Linked DNA regions of Capra hircus: region 1 is linked to region 2. A link is a contact called in public Hi-C data. All regions are on one chromosome and are shown on one strand. Each heading gives the region's core, a stretch centred on a gene start, on an enhancer-like site or on the middle of the called end of the contact. The rest is flanking DNA. Distances are from core to core; before and after follow the strand shown.

Region 1 (2,700 bases), core at 140-2,639, 150 kb after region 2:
AATGGTGCCCCTCACCTATAGCCAGGGGCCGAGGGTCCAAGGCCAGGGAGCTCCTGCTGGGCAAGGCCTATGGCTCATTCAGCTCATCACCTCCAGGGCCTAGCTCAGAGCCTAACACATAGCAGCCATGAAATAAACAACTGGCATGGGATACAATCGGGGGCAAAGCCCAGGAGCTGTCAGTGGGTGGGAGCCCAGAGCATCCTCCCGGTGCCCTCTGTCCCACTCACCTGAGGGTGCCATCCCCACAGGCCAGCAGGTAGTAGAAGATGTTGAATGTGGCCTCACCGGCTGGACGTCGGGCCACACGCAGCTTTTCCAGAAGCATGGTCTGCAGCAGAGCATAGAGGGTGTGTGGGCTGGAGGGCAGGCCCAGGTCAGGCTTCCCCAACCAGGCCCGTGGCAACGAGCAGCTGCATCTTATTCTCAAGGAGCTCAACCAGAGGCCAGATCACCTCACAGGCAAGTGTGGGGCAGACCCCAGAGCTGGGGAAGATCACATGCCCTGCCACCCAACCCAGCGGCCAGGGGAACCAGGCACTCGGGATGAGCTATTTCATAAGCACGGAAGGGAACCAGCCTCAGAGGGTGGGCCTTACTTTACTGACAGGCCAGTCCTGCATGGGTCAATCAGGCTGAGAGAAGGCCCTGAGCAACTAAGGTGTGGGCCACCCCAGGATAGGCAGGAAGCCAAGCCATGCCCCACCCAGGGCAGGAGGCACAGCGGGTGGGCAGAATGTGGAGGCTCTGGGCAAAGCAGGACAGCCCTGCTGGGGCTGGGGTCCACTTCGTTGGGGCAGAATCTCAGGAAAACGAGGCGCAGGAGAGAGTCTGCTTTCTAGGCATGGAAACCAGGCAGCCAGTCTCTTACCACCCTGCATGCCCCTCACCTGAACAGAGGCGGAGGCCACCTGGCCAGCCTGGTCAAAGTCCAGGGAGAGGATCTGGGAGAAGCGGGTGGCGTTGCCGTTCATGACGGTGGGGCTATTCCCAAAGGCCTCCAGGAGGGTGGACAGAGCCTGCCACTTGTCCACTGCAGAAAACAGGCCCCGGGGCTGTCAGGAGGGCCAGGCGCTGCTCGCCCCCAGCCACAGGCTCCAGAGGCCCAGGCAGAATCGGAGGCCCAGCCCGTAGCTGCTCCCCTAGTACCCAAAGGCTCAGTTACTCACACCAGAACTGCTGGGGACAGAAGGGTTTTGAGGACACAGAGAGGCCCGGGGGGGTAAAAGAGCTGGTGTCTTGGCAGGGCCTCCATCCCCACCCCCTCTCCAGCCCCGCCCCTCTCCAGCCCCGCCCCCCATCCAGCTCCACCCCCTCTCCAGCCCCGCCCCCTATCCAGCTCCACCGCCTCTCCGGTCCTACCCCGCCCCCTCCAGTCCATTCTGTTTCCCCGGTTGCCTCTGCCTCACCAGAGAACACCTTGTTCCCGCTGGTGCCTGCGATGGTGGCCAAATATTGCACCAGATGCTGGCAGCTGGTGGTCTTGCCACTGCCACTGCTGCCCAGGAGGATGATGGACTGGTCCTGACGGCTCATAAGCATCGCCCTGTAGGCGGTCTGGGCTACTGCGTAGATGTGCGGGGCCATGTCCTCCCGCCGACACCCCTTGAACATGTGCATCACCTGGGGTGTGAGAGGGGTGGAAAGAAGGGGTGGGCGCTCTTAGCTGGCCCCATGTGGACAGCCCTCACCCCCGAGACCCACACCTTTCTGGGCTTTTCACTCCAGAGGAGCCAGAAAGTTCGGAGGCTAAGGTCATACATGGAAGTGCAGATACTAGTCAAGTCCTGGCCTCTATGCGAGGTGGTGGTGGTGGTGCGGCTTCTGTCCCCATCCCTTGAATTGACTCCTGTCCCCAAGGTCACTGTGAGTGTGGACAAGAGCCCTGTGGGATGCCAAGTGGAAGAGGCAGGGCTGGGGAAGGTGGGCGACGCGGGGAGGTAGAGGGTGGTGGGTCTGTGGGGCCGCACCTTCTCCGAGTACACGGCCGGGGCCCCTCGGGGACTGAGGACCAGCAGGCTGGGGCCGGCATATGTGTGCAGCAGGCTGGCACCGTAGCGCTGGCGCAGAGTGTGCAGGACGCTAGACTCGTTGAGGTACACCAACGAGGCCAGATCCTCCAGACGGTCGCAGGAGGGAGCATTGGCCTGCGGGATGGGACAGACAGGTGGGCACCGAAGAAGAAGCAGATCTGGTTGGCCATGCCAGCAGACAGCCTGCCCAGCCCGGCAGGGCCCCCCTCTGGTGCCCTCCATCAGCCTCCCACAAACCTTCTCCACGTCATCCTCATCCACGTCCAGGACGGCCCCATCGTGGTCGAGCTTCACTCGCACCTTCCCCTCGGGCAGGCTGAGCTCCTTGGATTTGAGCTGAGTGGCTGCAGAGCAGAGACAGACAGACAGACAGACAGACATGAGCCTGGGAAGCCACAGCAGTCCTCTCTGGGGCTTTCACGGCCCCGCCTTCTCCCCATGCACCACCCAGCCCTGGCCAGACCCAGAGGCCCACCAGCCGCCTAGTCCTGAAACCAGAGGGGCCCAGGCACCTGCCCCCTGGGCCTCCCCAGACTCACCCAGCGAGAAGCCATCCTTATGGACAAGCCACACCTTCTCTGTCTCATACCAGGCTTCCTCGGCTGCGATCTGCTCTTCTGTCTTCACCTGCCGGAGGGAGGGGAAGGACAGAGAGTCGGAGCCTGTT
Region 2 (2,700 bases), core at 35-2,534:
TCAGGCGTGCCCCGCCGGCCCCCACTGTGGCGTGCCGCTTCATGTCTCTGCATCTCTGCATGCGCTGTTCCAGGAATCCATTCCACTGCCCGGAGCTCCGACATGCCCGTCACCCTTCCCTGCCTTCTCCTTGGGAAGCTTGTTTGACCTCCTTCTTCGTTTTCGAGCAGCTCTCCCCTACTCCCCCCGCTTGGATCTCCATGGTGCCCTGAGTTCGCCCCATCACAGCACCATCTGCCCTGAACTTCCTGAGTCGCTTTCCAGTCTTCCCGTCGAACAGAGAGCTCCTTGAGGGCAGAGCCCAGGTCTGGCTTATTCATACCCACTTTGGCCTGATGCCCAGAAAGAGTTTATAGGATGAAATAAGTATCAAAACCCCAAGATGCTTTCACCCTGCAAACAAAACACTCCATCTTCCTCTGTCAACAAGCCCCTCTTCACTGGCAGCAATCTCAGACTCTCCGATCACCCAGGACCAGAACCTGGGAGTCTCCTACGTACCCCCTTTCCCTCGTCGGGGTCTCTGGAACCTCTTCATTCCCAAAGTCATTGTCTAAATTCAAACCCTCTTGCCTGGCTGGCTGCGAGCTTTCAGACACCACCCGCCTGTCTCTCCTGAGGGACAGTTCTGAACCCCTCCCTCCTCGTCTCACAAAATGTCAACGGTTCTCCACCCAGTGTCTTGGCCTGACGTTCAAGGCCCTCCCACCACCCTCTCCCCATGTCTCAGGCCTCAGCCAAACCTGGCTGTTTTCTGTGTCCCTCAAACGCTCCCTCCCCTTGTCACCTTGGGTTCACTGCCCACACTGTTCCTTCCACTGAAACCCTCAAAGCTGCTCCCCCCAGGAAGCCTTCTAGGCACCCAGCTAGGAGCGACTGCTTCCACCCACTCCAGCCACTCTTTCTCTTCATCCGTGCTTTTAACTTCCTGCTCTGGAAGTTGGTGACCCAGGGCCTGTCTTCCTCCCTCATTTCCTAGAACTGTGGGCTCCTTGAGGGCGCAGTCCCTGTTTAATTCCACTCGGTATACCTGTGGTGCCTCCATACAGTAAGTGCTCAAGAAGTACAGATTGTGTAAATGCTACTGAGGTGTGAGGCCATTTTCTGGCTTCCTTATGGAGAGCAAATGGAGGTGCCAGACCGCAACAGAGAGCAGGGATGAGCCCCCACCTCACTTCCCTGTTTGGCACTGAGTCCCCGGGGGACACTCACCGATGCAGACCGGCTCCTGAGAATCCCAGAAGGGCTGGGTGGCGTTGAGACAGGTAAGGAGCCTGGCACCCTTCAGCTGGTAGCCGGTGGCACAGCGGAAGCGGGCACTACCTCCAGGGTGGAGGCTGGTGACAGTCACAGCTCCATAAGCTGGACGTCGGGGAAAGTGGCAGCTCAGGAGGTAGGCTGCAGAGAGAGAATGGGTGACGTGTGTGTGTGTGTGTGTGTGCGTGCATGCGTGTGTGTGTGTGTGTGTGTGTGTGTGTAAGGGGCTGAGTCATAGCCAGGGCAAAAGAGGCCTGCCCCAGCCTGCCTCGAGGTGTCAGAGGAAGCATCAGGAATTGCAGAAGAGACTCTGATCCCCTCCCCAGAAGGTGTCAGTGATACTTCCGCAGCCTGGGCTGGAGCAAGCACAGAGCTGGAAGTTGGAGCCTTGGGTTCCAAGCTTTGACACTCCAGGCAAGTTATATCTCCTTTCAGTATCCTGGTTTCCTCATTTGTTAACTGAGGTTCAAAATGTCAGCGCACTTTCAGGGTTCTTGTGAGAATAAATGGGGAGTATCTTATTCAGCTTGGTATCCCTGGAACCAAGAAATGTGTACTGAATGACTTATAGATGTGAAAGCACTCGAAATAGTGAAACGCCTATATTGATGTGAAGTATTGATATTATTTTTTCTGCAAGGGACAAAGATGAATTACAGCAGGAAACACCAAAGTCAAACAGTAAAAACTTTCCCGGTATTCACTGAGGAGTGCTAAAAACCTTGATGACAAGGGCTGTGGACTTCGAAAAACAGGAGGCATCCCGGATGGGGAAGCAGGATGCAACTTCAAGGAAGTTGTGGGAGGAACAAGTTGCCCTGGGAAACTTAACTTTTGAAACTGTCATACCAAATATAACCGAATGGTGGCAGCAAATCCTGTAAAACAGCCCAGCAAATCCCAATCCAGTGCCAAGCTGGGGCCTTAGCTAAAAATGGGGACCAGGGCTGAGAGGTAGGGAAGAAGGCCTTGGAGGGGTCAAGGAGAGCGGCTGAGTGAAGAGTCTGGGCTATGGAGCCTGAAAACCCTGGGGTGCTGGGAGAGATGAGGACCGTCTAGACTGAGAAACCACTCCTGGGTCTTGGGGTTGGAGGAGGCTCACCCTCACTTGATGGCACTAGGAGGATGGGAAGTGAGGTCCAGGCAGGAACTCTACTAGCCTCTGTGTGTCTCTGTATGAATATAAGAAAGGGCTGCTTCTGGGCAGACCAGGGTCCAGACACAATGTCAGTGCCAGAGCTTAGCTTAGTTGCTCAGTCGTATCGGACTCTATGCAAGACCCCATGGACTGTAGCCTGCCAGGCTCCTTGGTTCATGGGATTCTCCAGGCAAGAATACTGGAGTGGGTTCCATTTCCTACTCCAGGGGATCTTCCTGACACAGGGATCTAGCCCGCGTCTCCTGTGTCTCCTGCACTGTAGGCAGATTCTTTACCTTGAGTCA

What was found. Hi-C and Micro-C count contacts between places; a contact is called where the count stands out from the background.
Region 1: a contact with region 2 is called in a Hi-C map of liver, with 5 times the contacts expected there. The contact joins two enhancer-like sites. A contact is called at or near these places in 3 of 5 Hi-C or Micro-C datasets (blood and liver).

Annotation. Positions count from the first base shown.
Region 1 is chr19:20,305,277-20,307,976 of ARS1.2, forward strand. It overlaps MYO18A (unconventional myosin-XVIIIa), which reads right to left. Exons shown (of 42, transcript XM_018064343.1): 4 at 2,573-2,660; 5 at 2,271-2,377; 6 at 1,971-2,147; 7 at 1,410-1,623; 8 at 891-1,033; 9 at 231-331. Among named protein-coding and RNA genes, the nearest start is that of TRNAV-CAC, 55 kb to the left of the region's middle. Within about 2 kb of position 1,390, at least 1 of the 5 cell types and tissues checked has an H3K27ac peak or open chromatin away from gene starts, as enhancers often do.
Region 2 is chr19:20,155,222-20,157,921 of ARS1.2, forward strand. SEZ6 (seizure protein 6 homolog) reads right to left here. Exons shown (of 17, transcript XM_018064332.1): 5 at 1,213-1,398. Among named protein-coding and RNA genes, the nearest start is that of PHF12, 11 kb to the left of the region's middle. Within about 2 kb of position 1,285, at least 2 of the 5 cell types and tissues checked have an H3K27ac peak or open chromatin away from gene starts, as enhancers often do.